Regions from separate parts of the Gossypium hirsutum genome. Here all the other regions are linked to region 1. Evidence: chromatin contacts called from public Hi-C data. All regions are on one chromosome and are shown on one strand. Each heading gives the region's core, a stretch centred on a gene start, on an enhancer-like site or on the middle of the called end of the contact. The rest is flanking DNA. Distances are from core to core; before and after follow the strand shown.

Region 1 (4,729 bases), core at 1,658-4,157:
GGTCTCTAGTGACAGTTGCAAAGAAAGTGATTGATACTGCTCTCTCAAGTAAAATAGTCTAGTTTTAGTTTGTCAATCATGCTATAATCATATTCTCCGGGTATATATAATGGTCAACCTGGTGTATTCTGCTGGGTTTGTAATAAAAAGGCTAGAAGGTAGTGCAGGAAAAAGTTGAGATCACCACATGCAAATGGAAAAAAGTCTTCGTCACATGCAAATGCTAGAAGATTGTTTGGATCTTGAGGGAGGGGAAAGCAAAGGGAAAGTTAACGAAGCTCTCAAGAAATTGGACTTACATAACCATGTTCTAATCTTCTCTTTCCTTCTCTGACCCCTTTGACATGCACAGATTCATATTTCATTCAAAAGAATTTGAGAGTTGAGAATGGTTCACAAACTTACATGATGGGTCAATTTTGTGTTAGGACGTTGTGCTGTAATGTCATCGTTCTTTTCACATGAAATGAACTTGGCCTACTGCCACCTGCAATTGGTATTTTTCAGATCCTCATTGTTACAACCACTGCCTGAAATCTTGCACAAGTACAAGAATGCCCTCGGTAATGTTTTCTTAATGATATCATTGAAGGATGTGGTCGTTTTTTAATTTATGACGTAGATTACAGGCTGTTGGTTTGGTTCCTAATATTTCCTGTTGTCCTTGACCTTCATATGAAGTTATACTTTTATGAGCTATTGCAACTTAACTCCCCTGTAATTATGAACTAATATTCCTCTGCTTGTTTTGCTTTTATGTTAAGTTCTCCTCAACTTATCTCTTCAATTCATTTATTGGTCAGAGGCCCCCTTCAGATCGAACTGCAGAAATGGTTTAATAAAGAGGTTGCTGAAAACTGAATACATCATTAAAGATAAACCTAAACCTTGATTACCTAATCACCAAAGCAAACCCATAAACAGCCATCGCTAAGCCTGGTTCAACCTTGTTCTGTACCATGTATAGGCATCTTTCAATATTTTTGTACATGTACATGAAGATTGAAGTTGATTAAGAAGAAGGACCACCATCTTTCTCAGAATCGAAGGTAAAGGCATGGCCGTGGCTCTAGTGTTTTCAGGATAAGGGAGTGATCTTATTCGCAACCTTTGCTCAACTTCACCTGCTTGGTTTAAAACCCTATCATGTCCTTTGATAGTGAAATGGTGCTTGTGGAAAAATAGACATGATAAGAAGTGAGGGAATTTTTCATTCACATTCTCAAGGTCCCACATATTTGTAATAATCATGCATCACCTTGAAAATATATTACTCCGGAATTTTTATTTATTTATAAGCGTTTCAACTCCCATTCAAGAAAGAAAACATTCTTGTTCCTAAAATCGAAGACACTGAACAACAGGACATCACTACAAGGTAGTAAGAATCCCAACAAAATTACCATTTACACTATTTAAAAGTCTCTCGGTTTTTAACAGCTAAGTGCTGAAAATTCTCGCTTTTTTGGTGAAAAAATAAATAGAGAAAGTGGAAATCCTAATTGGCAAGAATATCCCATATCAATTCAGCATCAAAAGATGGCATTCTAGCAAGCAAACAGTCCTCGAATTGGGGTTCCTCTGCCATCATCATTGGATAATCGTTAGAAACAGAGGAGGGCGAGTTCTCACATCTCCAAAATCCACCATCAGACACACTGTCACTGAAAGCCACAGGCGATAACGATGATGACGATGAACAGGATTCCGTCACCTTAACTGTTTTGTCAGCTTCTGCGGGACGATCCTTCTTGGCTTTCTTTTTAGCCCTCTCTCTTTTCACCTTTTGACAAATGGCTTGAATCTTAGCATCCACCGAGTTCTTCAGAGCACTCAAACGAGCACCATCTCCAAAGCCCAACTTGCTGGGATCCTTGATGTTTTGGAAATTCAACCTTGCATATTCCCCTCTAAGCTTATACGCCGCACGATCATACGCATAAGCAGCGGCTTCGGCTGTTTCGTATGTGCCTAACCAGATTCGCATTCTGTTCTGTGGGAGTCTGATTTCGGCCACCCATTTACCCCAGTGTCTCTGCCTCACCCCCCTGTATTGCTTCTTCTTTTCAGGACTCAAATAGAAGTTGCTCGTCGATGCGGGGTTTGGATAGGTCGGAATCCGGTTCATTAGCGAGTTGCCCGAAAACGAAGCGTTTCCGTTGTTCTCTTGGCTGAACTTTTGAAGGAGCTCTCTCTGGCGGAGATAGACTGAAGAGCCTATTGGCTCGTAAATACAGTTGGTGGTGATGGCGGTTGATGTTGTCGTCGTTGACGGTGCGCAATGAGAGAAGATTGAATCTAAGGTATTTGACCCTCCTGACAATATCAACTGTGACAGTGAAGATCCAATATTAACAATATTATTGAATCCAAGAGGATGATTGATTTCTTGCATTTTTTTTATTCTTGATTTGAATCAAAACAGAGGAAACAAGGAGTATAAGAGTAAAATTGAAGAAAAACAGGGGCGCTAAAAAAACTGACCCTTTTTCCTTGTATAAACAAAAGAAAAGAAAGTGAAATTCTAGATAACAAAAGAAAAAGAAAGTAGGGTAATTTGGTTAAGGAAATGAAGAAATCTTGGGTTGAACAAGAATTTTGGTTGGGAGGAAGAAGAAACCCAGATGGTATATGGTGAGAGCCAAGGGTGAGGTTGGTGGTATTTATAGCTGTGGTGGACAGTAAAGCTAAAGCTTAGGATTTTACTTTTAGATATAGAGCAAGTTTGAATTCCGGTCTAACGAAACTTTGAATGGAACTTTAAATGGGTTGCGATGTGTTTAGGCTATAATATTATTTTAATATCTAATTTTATTGTAATAGTTGTTTTTACATTAATCGTATTACTTATTTAAAGGAATCTTAAGTTAATTGGGAGGGCATTGCCATGCCTTCCTTTCTCCCTTCTTCTTATGCAACTCGAGTTATTATTATTATTTTTGTTTGCCACCAAATTTATTATACTAAAATTTCATGGATGTGTTTTTGCATGAGGTGCAAATATTGTTATAAAATCCGCCCATTCTTTTGAGCAAGAAGAAATAGGAGGAGTGTCCATGAAAGGGCAAAAAGAAGAGGTCCCCCGCACAAAACTGCTAAAAAGCTACTTTTTGTATTTATTGCAAGAGGCAGAGCCAGCTTTGGGTTGTCAAAAGTTAAAACTCCTCTGCGCCACGCGTCTTATGTTATGCCCAGTTGTCCACCACGCTACGCTTTTCATTTTTTTGGTTTCAAACTCTGCACAAAATTCCAAAATCCCATTCAAGTCTGAAACCTTCTCTCTTACTGCTTTTTACTTTCAATGTTCAAAATTCCATTATTATTTTTGTTTCTCTTGATACTATAACATGTTCAAAGATTTAAATATATGTTAAAAAGTCTTTCAACATAATACAATTGGGGTTAAATAGGAAACATCCAAATAACTGAGAACCTAAATTTGTGGAGAGAAGAGATGTTGATATCTCATTTCCAGACCAACAATGTTTGGCAGCACATGGTGAGTTACGTTACCCTTTGGAAAGTATTATTATGAGTAATTGATCCTTACCTTGACATAAAAAGCAAACACAAATTTACTAGAACTAGAATGCCGCCTGGACTTGATGATTTCATTCGCAAATCCAATGCTTATAGCTTTGTAGAAATTAAATTGCGGGTCATGCTGTAACTTTTGCTGGATTGCACTTTGTATTTATCTAAATAACCCAAAGAAGAAACCGAGGGAGAGCGAAAGAAAAAGAAAGTTGATATATAAAAACGAGGATTGATTGAATGAGGTTAAAAGACTTTTTCTACATGAAATCATAGAGGTTGTCATCATTATCAATGTGGGATCCAAGCTTGGTATGGAGCATTAAAGACGTAAAGGTAGAGTTTGAAAAGCCAATATCTATAAGTTTCTTCTTTTCTTTTCTAGTTTGTATTTTCGGGGATGACAAAGCTCGTGAAAGATACCCCATCTGCTGGACTGACCTCAAACGGGAAATAAAGGGTATTGCTGTATTTTGCATGTGAAAGAAACCTAACCATGCCTCACAAGTCAATCCTCAATTCATGTTACGTTGTCTCCAACTTCTCTCTCTCTTATTTCTTTCTAATTTTATCTCATAAAATGGATAACATCTAATGTGAGATTTTATTATAGTGTGATCATGTTAAATCCTTTTTAAATTAATTGTTGCATCAAAAATTAAGAAATTATGCTAATGGCTTAGAACATGTTAAATCAGTTACTTTTCTTTGAAAATTATTTTATATTCTTATTTCAACTGTTAATTTAAAAAGATCTCATATAATTCTATTGTAATGGAATTTTTAAATTAATGCTTTATGTGATATAATTTATGACCCTTTTTATATTATATAAGTTATAATACGGAGCCAGATCAAAAAAAAAAAGTTATAATACGGAGATAGAAAAATATCTTTTAAATGTTGAAATTAAAATAATTTTTTTGTTAAATTAAATTTAAAAATAACTATATGAATGAGTTTGTTTGTTCATGTTTCTAGTGTTAGGAGTAATAATGATTTCCTTTTCTTTTCAATAGATTCATACATAAAGACTCGGTAGCCAAGTCTATGGGTAGCTAGAAGAAATTAATTTCCTCTTACTCTTTTTTTTATCCAAGTTAGAATCTTAATGTGGCAAAACGAAGTTGTTGAAATAAGTTCATACTCATTCTTTTGACTTAGTCACCTAAGATAAAATTCTTGACGAAAGGAT
Region 2 (4,729 bases), core at 1,479-3,978, 430 kb after region 1:
TATCAAGGCCTTTTGTTGAACCTGGAGTTGATCGAGGGTGGGTCATGAGGATTTCGGGGTTGGGGTGGTTCTGTCCCTCGGTAAAGTTGAGTTTTACGCAACTTATAACCGCGATGAGGCACATAAGGGATATTCCCAAGCCGAAAACCAAGGCATCTCTAACACTTGATGGAAGCCCTACACAAGAAAAGATGAATGCAAATTAAATTCAAACTATAAGGTTGAGGCTCTAATATATATATATTAATTATGAAATTTATCCCTCTACTTTAGTAAAATTTAAAAAGTTAGTCTTTTATTTTAATTTATTAGACTATTAACTTTTGGGTCAACAATTAATGATACATTGCTAAAGTAAAAAGATTAAGTTTTCAATTTTCATAAGATAGAGGGGCAAAGTTTAGAATAAATCATATATATATATATAAAGGCTTTATTCATTATTTGACTTTTGAACTATGCTGATTTTTCCACTTTGGTATCTAATTTTTTTTTTGTCTCATTTTGATATTAAATTTTACTCCATTATCCTTTTTTGTACCTAAAAGTTAACGATGTTAAAAAAATGACAAATAAGAACACACCATGTCATCGATGAAATGACACATTAATTGATGATGTGACATGTTGACTGATGGTATGCTATATTGATCATGTTGATTGATCGTTGATTAGACAAATCATTAAAAGTTGTAAAAATTATTAAAATTATTAAAATTTATTAAAAACTATAAAAATTTGTAAAAATCATTTAAAATATTAAAAAAAATGATAATTAATAAAATCATTAAAAGTTTATAAAAAATTGAAAAAAAATATTTAAAAAGTAAAAAAATTGTGAAAATTATTTTTTAAAATATTAAAAAATGTATACGATTCCCATAATCAGTTTCAGCTAACTTGGTTCACATTCATCCTTGATATTCTAAATGGAATTTGCCATAAATCTCAAATTGATTTTCTTTTATGCTAAGGCAGGCCAAATTTTACAACTTTTTAAAATTTCTTTTAAATTTGAAAACACTTTTTAATTTTTTATAATTTTTAATAATTTTAAAAATATTTTTTTCATTTTAAAATTATAATTATATATATATTTACAAATTCTAATGTTTTTAATAATTTTTACAACTTTTAAATATTTTAAAACAACTTTTACAGTTTTATAATTTTAAAAAAATGATACTTTTTACAATTTTAATGATTTTTTTTTACCAAACAATGGTCAATCAATGCAATTAATTCTCGGCGAATACGGGTCAACTTTGGTTAACATATTACATCATTAATTAATATGTCATGTTATTGGTGACTTGGCGTGTTGTTATTGGCAGCTTTTTTAACATTGTTAGCTTTTAGTAACTAAAACGGATAATGGAGTTAAGCTTTTAAGTATCAAAATACAATAGAAAAAGAACTAATTACTAAAGTGGGTATAGTTTAATGGTTAAATCGTGAAAAAATTAAATATAAATATGGATAAAAATTTTGACACTCCACTTATTTCTAGAGGAATGTAGTCAGGATATCGAAGGAATATTACCTTAAAAAAAATATTGAAGGAATATCCGTGAAGAAGAAAGGTGATATCTGCACATTTGAAAGATCCAATGTAGTTTGCATTCCATCGGTAAATCCTAATTCTAATACCAAATTGTTCTATATACTCCCCACATCACCCTTCTTAACAAGCTTCCGGCTTCCACTTTACCAATGGAATGCAAAGATGAAAAACTGCTCTTTTAACTCAATTACCATTATTGGTTATTACACTTCAAAGTTTATGCATGTTTTTTTCTCACTTTTAACCTTTTTGCATTAAAAAAAACACACATTTAAACGATTAAAGAAAAAGACAGCCTTACTGTTGTTGAGTAGAAGATGTTAATGAAGCATACCGTGTTTAATAGCACTGTCGCATCCGACCTGCAAGCCTGCACCAACATTCTCGAATAGGCAAGTTCCTTGATGGCTTTCACACCAACGGCAATCAGGTTGGTTCCACCCCAAAGTCATACCGTCCTCCCACCAATCTGTTGACATTGGGACCATAACCTTTGCTATCTCCAAACACACCGACGTCGATGGGGTATAACCATCCGTCGGTATAGCAACGACATAAAAGTTGAACCCACTAAGACATGGAATTTTTAAAACTCCAGGATATTGCACCATGGTTGAACAGTTGTAAAAAGTGTAGCTTTGAGTGTTTACTGACATAAAAGGAGAGCCTGAGAGATTAAGACCCTGAAGAAGAATTCTCGGGAGGCAACCTACCGAGTAGCCTAGTTGCAGTACTTGTTGGGCGTAATCGATATGGAAGACGCTGAAGTTACCGGCATATGGGAAAGTGAGGATGGTTACGTCTTGTGTCGTCTCCTGGAATTTGCAAGAGAGTTTAAAGTCTTGATAGCCGCAGTATTGGGGCTGGTCTATAAGCCTGAAAGGGAAGCGAATAGTTTGAGATCCGCATAGGGTAGAACAAATTTCTAGGCTTATTGATGGTTGAAAAGAAAAGAAAATGATGATGAACAAGAAAGGTTGAATGGAAATCGAATCCATTCTTTTAATAACGTAAAAGAAGTCCATTCATGTAAGTAGTTAGTTTAGAGGATTATAAACAACGTAGAGTTTGTTCTTGCTTTTTTGGCAGATTAAACTTCTAGACCTCGAGTTGGCATGTCAGAAGAAACTGAAAAACAATATTTAGCTGTCTACTATGTTGTATTGTTTTCACCGACGAAATTTATTCCTTTTTTTTTGTGTTTTCCTAGTCACCCTCAATTGTTTTGGTAGGTGTTGATAATGAATAAATAAATAAATAATCATAATGATGGGTTTGGTTTTCACTTTATTTCTTTAACATTGATCCCATACAGAAATTATACACAAAGAAAAATAAGTAAATTAATCATATGTTATGATGAAGATGAAACAATAGGAGCTAATGTTTGCGGGGTATTACGGCACAAGGGGCATGCAGCATTCAATTTCAGCCATTCGTCGATACAAACGGCATGAAAATAATGCTCGCAATCTGGAATAGTCCTTATCATCTCTTTAGCTTGGTATTCACTAAGGCATATTGGGCAAGTATTATCATTAGGCCTCGGTAATCGCCGGCTTTCACCCAGCAATGTTACTGGATACGCCTCGATGGTTTGTCCATCGAGACCTTTGACGGAAGCATCTAATCTTGGGGTGGTCGACAACAGTTCTGGCTGATTTGGATGCCGATTGTTGTAGTCTTCTTCAACCTTGTTGCGGAGGTAAATTACTAAGCCGACGATGAACAACACCGGTATTCCAGCACCAAACATTATACCGTATTTAGCATGTCTTGAAAGACCTAAAAATAAATATTGAAACATATATCTTCCTTATTTTATTTGATCTTTTAAAAAAAAAAAAAGAAAAAAGAAAGACGCAAGTATGAAATTCAATCGCCGCCTGACGTGGTTGTGGGAGCATGAAAGCGATGCCTCACCAACAGATTGAGAAGTGGATAGCAATTTTGAAATTTTCTTTCTGTATGTCCCATTTTTATCTTTCCTCACATTTTCCATTAACTACCATTAACTAGTAAACCTCACGCAAGTATATATATTTTTATATCACCATTGAATGTGGGTATTATGTATTAATTACTTTTAGGGTGTACTTGAATGATTTTTTTATATAATTTTATCAATTTAATTGAATTGTTTGGATAAATGTACTTTTGTAAGTAGAAAGAATTTTAAACAATGAAATTTGATCAAATAATTAAATAACAATAATAGAAAAAATAAAAAATGGCATTATGATTATTATTAGATTTGTAAAAAAAATAAGGGATAAAGTAACATTTAGTCCTTCAATTTGATAATTTTTCTCACCTTGGTCCTTAAACATTTTTTTTATTTACTTTAGTCCTAGAACTTGACGACTTTTCCTAATTTGATCTCTTAACTTGGCTTCTCTTAAAGTGTGATGACATGATACATTTTCATACTACCACATCATTACATGAAAAATTTTAAAAATTTATAATTCAAAATTTTTTGTATTTTTAGATTTTATATAATTTTTTTTTAAAAAAGTAGGTGATCACATCATCACACCTTAATGGAATTCAAGTTCAAGGGCTAAATTAAAAATTTATTTCCAAATTTTGAGACTAATTTGAACAAAAATAAGTTTAGAGATTAAGTTGAAAAAAAATTACCAAGTTTGAGAACTAAATAAAAAATGAATAGATATATAACATGGTAAAAAAGAAAAAAAAATAATTAGAAATTAAAACATTGGTATAAAATGACACAATAAATACTAATTTCTTAGTAAAAATCAAAAGCATTTCACAAAATCCATATCTAGAATTGAAAAATCTAATTTTTATTTTAGCAAATACTAAAAAAATACTTTAAAATTCTCCTTAGTCCTTACAAATAAATTCCTCATCCAAATAATGTTTAGCAAGGCTTGAATATATTTATGGTAGCTGAAGATATATACTTTTTTTTTTTCACTGCAACTATATTGCAATATTTTTAACTAAAATCTCCATAATTTTTCACCGCAAAATAGAAACATACCATTGGTAAAACCAACGGAGCATCCAACATCCAGGCCGGTCTCACTCTTGAACATGCAGTTCCCTGCTCCATTTTCGCACCTCAGGCAATTCGGTTCATTCCATGTCAACATAAGACCATTCCCAAGATTCGACCAACCCGTTCAGGAAAAC
Region 3 (4,729 bases), core at 761-3,260, 320 kb after region 1:
ATATTTTTGTAGGCCATAAAAGCAAAGTTGGTGGTACTGTTTCGGGCTGACTGTGTCCCATTCTTTACCAACAACAAAGCAAAGCAAGAGTTCCACTTATGGAAGATGGCCTATGCCTTCAATTTATAACCAACGTTACTGTTTTAACATGGATTTCGCCACGTCAAAGTGGGAACAAAATTGGTGGGTTGGGGGGGGCAGGTGTACTTAGGGAGGCTGATCAAAAACTAACTCACCCGGACAGCCGGTGACTGCATTGCCTAGGTAGAACCATCAGAAGTCGTGATAGAACCGTCGTTAGCCGGTAATTGCGGAGGCTTGCCTCTTTGACTTACATACCGTACGTCTCCACTGTCCACATCTCTTGGTTTTTTAAAACCTTCTTATGATACTAAAATAAAAAACTTTTTTTTACTTTTTTGAAAGGGCAAAAGCAAAAGCAAGATGACAAAAATATTTTCGGCAACCCAAAAAAAAAAAAGAAAAAGGTTAATTTCCGGCGGAGACCGTTGATTGCTGTTGGGAATTAAGCGCTCTCTTTTTGACCTTTTAAATAAAATAGCCAAATGAAAATGGACATCTTGCACAGTTGATTTTACAAAGGATGCCATTGTTATTTTCTTGTCATATTGCCTACCTGATGCCGTCGGTGGACTCCTAATTTGAGAAAGAGAAAATAAAAATGGGGTTGTCGGGTTTGGAGAATCCTACTTACCATTATCAACAATTCCGGTTGATGCTGAGAAGTTTCCTCAATAATTAAAGCAATTATTCAAATTCCCTCTAATATTTAGATTTTAATTCTACATCCAATCGTCATAAAAACCTCAACCCCCCTTTTCTTTAGCTGGACAAAATAATGGCTTTTAGTTGAGAATTTAGGGTTACATTCAACTCCCTTCATCAATAATATATAACATTTACATTTATCCATTAATAATGCATCTTTTTCTTTATGATTTTCACATCAGTTCATTCTCCAAAGATATGTAGATTTATGTGTGGTCAATAAATTATACCTTAAAATTTATTGTTTATGATAATAATTATAATTTTTTTAAAATTTATATATATTATATATTATATAATTTTTTACATTTTTAATCAATATAATATATATAATATTAAAAAAATAAAAGAAACATGTGGTATATTCTAATAACACCTCATGATAAATTAATATCTGGTCAATTACCATCAATAATAAGTCAATGCCTACCATGGTCAATTAACATCGATCAATGGTCGATCATTATGACATTTTTTTCGTTGGGCAAAGTGACCTAACAAATATTTTTATCCAACATTACAAAATAGATAAAATAAAATAAAAATAAATTTAAGTATAGAATTGAGAAAATAAATATATTTTAAGAGATTTAAGTTAATATTTAAAATAATCATATTTAATACAATTCAAAAAGAAAAAAGAAAAGAAAATGTTTAAAATAATTAGGGTTAGATATGTACTATAATGGGCCTAATCAAGCAGTGTGGCAGCATCTGTAAAAGATGATCCAGGGTTTGCAATTTTCCCATACCTAATACGACAGGAGACGCAAACGGACAGGTCGCAGACTGCAGAAGCCAGATGATTAATTTAAAATAAAATAAAAATAAAAATAAAAATAAAAATAATTTGCATTAATTATGGGTGAACAAATTTCAAAACTTAAACCAAGTAGCCAAGTTTTGCAAAATCCAATTATGTCCACCATTTGTAACCCACAACAGGGTACCCTCTCACATGCTGTGCCCAACAGAGATTTAATGGAGCCGTAATAAACTTCATGCCTTAATTTCAGGGGCATTATTCCCAAGTGACAAACAATGTAAGTTTATTGGAGTGGAGAAGGCATAAAAAGAAATTTTATAGAAGAGTAAAAATCAGAAATTAATTTTTAATCATGTTTAGCAGCAGTTTCCCTGCCAAAAAGAACCATTAAATCCGCACCGACTCTACCCAGTAAAAGACTAAAAGCGCCAGGGACACCCACATGACTTTGTTCTTTCTCTTTCCCTCTCCTCCAATTATTATTAAAACTACTTTCAATTCACAATTTTTAATCTCCCTTGCTCTTCCTTCCCTCCACTCCACAATATATAGAGGCTTCAGCTCCTCTTCCAATTCCCAATCCCACTGCTCTTTCTCTCTTCACTTTCATTTCTATCGCCTCTTTTAACTCATTACATTTTTTTACCTTTTTCTCTTACTAGACTGCATTTTTTGTGTTCGATTCCAAATGGGTTTCTCTTTTTAGTTTTATAAACTTGAAGGAAACCCCACTCTGCTGCAGAAAGAGATCTGTTTTTGTTTGAACTTGAAACTTGAATTGTGTCTTTTGATAAGTTTGAATGTACATGGAGAAGTTGATGAGGCTGATTGAAATGACTCCTTTACTTCTGCTGCTTTTTCTTCCTTTTGTTTTTGCTGGACATGACTATAACCAAGCTCTGAGCAAGAGCATTCTGTTCTTTGAAGCTCAGAGATCTGGTTACCTTCCTCATAACCAGAGAGTTACGTGGAGAGCCAATTCCGGCTTGAATGACGGCAAGGCCAGTGGGGTAAGTTAAAGTTCCACTCTCAACTTGAACTTGTTTTCTCGGTCAAAACGTCACTTTTGTTCTTTGACATGCTTCATTTAGAATCGAAAATTATGGTATTGATGGTTGAAGTTGTTTTCACAAATTCTCAAGGTGGATCTGGTTGGAGGGTACTACGATGCAGGGGACAATGTGAAGTTCGGACTGCCCATGGCATTCACCATAACAATGATGTCCTGGAGTATTATAGAGTACGGGAAACAAATGGGTGCAAATGGAGAGCTCGGCCATGCGATGGAAGCAATCAAGTGGGGCACTGACTACCTCATTAAAGCTCATCCCGAACCTTATGTCCTTTATGGAGAGGTACTCTTCCCGACCTTCTTCCCTCCTCGTGTTTCTTGCCATTCTTAACACTCCATTATTTTGTCACTAATATGTCCAAATCCCTTTTTCAAATCTCAAACTTGATAGCAACACTTGGCTACTAATAAAATATTAGTTTGAATTTAATACTTCTAAAACTCAAAAGGACTCAATTAAAAATAATTAATTTTGGTGAGATCCATTTTAGGTGGGCGACGGTAACAGTGACCACTACTGTTGGCAAAGACCAGAGGACATGACCACCGACCGTCATGCTTACAAGATAGACCCAAGCAATCCGGGGTCGGATCTGGCAGGTGAAACTGCCGCCGCCATGGCTGCCGCCTCAATCGTCTTCCGCCGTTCCAACCCTGCATATTCCACCGAGCTTCTTCGCCATGCCTACCAGGTATACGTTTACGCAGTCTGTGTCTTCTCGCGTTGCTGGGACCATTGTACCTGCCGGTGCATGTTAGCTTACACTCTCAACCTTTTTTATCATAAGGTGATAGGAAAAAACGGTTGTTATTACGCAATCTTTTGTCGGCCTCAATTTCGCAACTTGGCGTGCCCAACCCTAGTTTTCATTTAATAAAAACAACCACCTCTGTTTACTTCTTTCTTCTAAAAAAATACTACCACTGTTTTGAGCCAGGAAAAATAAAAACCATTTAACCGTTGTAGTAGCTACTTTTTGGGTGAAACGGTGTCGTTCGCCAGATTCTTGTTAATGGTTTAAAATTGATCATGGGTAGAAGAGGTGGGTATAGTTAAATTCTATATCGCCCCATACTTGGCATGTTTGTTCCATCACCTGCCTCTTATAATTTTAAAAATCATTATCATTTTTATAAATTTGGCTTCAATTAAATTTTTAAATTTTTTATTTTTTTAAAATCAAGTAAATATTTATTATTTTCTATGTTAAGCTTTTAAAAATTTATAAAAAATAAGATGATAATTTTTTATAATGGAACGGATTGACCCCAGTGGATTGATGTCCTAATTTTATGACTCCTGGTGATGAGAACGCTTGACTTTGCTTTTGCCCCATCCATCACGGGTAATTAATCTTTTATGACCGTACAGATCTCTCGTACAAGCAGATCTTAACCGTTCATTTGTACCCCAAAATGGTCGCAATGAGTCATTTCGTTTCTCACGTGCCAACACTGTCGGTGCTCCTCCTGTTTAACTTACATCCCCAAATTGCCCTTGCCTCTTTCCTCAAATTGCTTCACCTATCCTATCCATACTCTTAAACAAAAATTTCAGTAGGTTTTACAATATAATTAATTTTAAATTTTGTTTTTGTTTTCAGCTATTCGAATTTGCTGATAAATACAGAGGTAAATACGACAGCAGCATCACAGTTGCCCAAAAATACTACCGATCCATCAGTGGCTACAATGTAAGCTTTTCTAAATTTTCTCAAAGCAATCAATTTGAGCAATTTATAGTTTTAATGGCAGAAAATAGCATGTTTACTGGTACGGTTTATTAATTAAGTTGGAATGTTATCGTGTAGGACGAGTTGTTGTGGGCCGCTGCATGGCTGTACCAAGCTAGTAACAATGAGTACTACTTGAACTATCTTGGCAAAAATGGTGATTCTATGGGTGGAACCGGTTGGGCCATGACTGAGTTCGGTTGGGACGTCAAGTACGCTGGGGTTCAGACCCTTGTCGCCAAGGTATTATTTCAATATCTGAATCTAGTACTTATTGGTTTCTTCAAGCTGCAAAATTCAACCTAGTAGTTTTCGTTTCCCTGTAGTTCTTAATGCAAGGCAAAGCTGGACTCCATGCACCGGTGTTTG

What was found. A called contact is a pair of places that touch in the nucleus more often than the background predicts.
Region 2: a Hi-C map of leaf shows a contact between it and region 1, with 2.7 times the contacts expected there. The contact joins the promoter of LOC107945835 here to the promoter of LOC107893693 in region 1. A contact is called at or near these places in 8 of 34 Hi-C or Micro-C datasets (callus, hypocotyl, leaf and 1 more).
Region 3: a Hi-C map of leaf shows a contact between it and region 1, with 4 times the contacts expected there. The contact joins the promoter of LOC107945842 here to the promoter of LOC107893693 in region 1. A contact is called at or near these places in 13 of 34 Hi-C or Micro-C datasets (callus, hypocotyl, leaf and 2 more).

Annotation. Positions count from the first base shown.
Region 1 is chrA08:76,889,261-76,893,989 of Gossypium_hirsutum_v2.1, forward strand. It overlaps LOC107893693 (ethylene-responsive transcription factor ERF061), which reads right to left and starts at 2,908. Exons shown (of 1, transcript XM_016818750.2): 1 at 1,260-2,908. The coding sequence starts at 2,395. The coding sequence ends at 1,499.
Region 2 is chrA08:77,318,264-77,322,992 of Gossypium_hirsutum_v2.1, forward strand. It overlaps LOC107945835 (RING-H2 finger protein ATL20), which reads right to left and starts at 2,729. Exons shown (of 2, transcript XM_016879982.2): 1 at 1,899-2,729; 2 at 1-177. The coding sequence starts at 2,589. It overlaps LOC107945824 (putative RING-H2 finger protein ATL69), which reads right to left. Exons shown (of 2, transcript XM_041074681.1): 1 at 4,578-4,729; 2 at 2,819-3,349. The coding sequence starts at 4,689. The coding sequence ends at 2,919.
Region 3 is chrA08:77,212,882-77,217,610 of Gossypium_hirsutum_v2.1, forward strand. It overlaps LOC107945842 (endoglucanase 6), which reads left to right and starts at 2,011. Exons shown (of 9, transcript XM_041074680.1): 1 at 2,011-2,565; 2 at 2,698-2,910; 3 at 3,119-3,319; 4 at 4,232-4,321; 5 at 4,439-4,603; 6 at 4,687-4,729. The coding sequence starts at 2,356.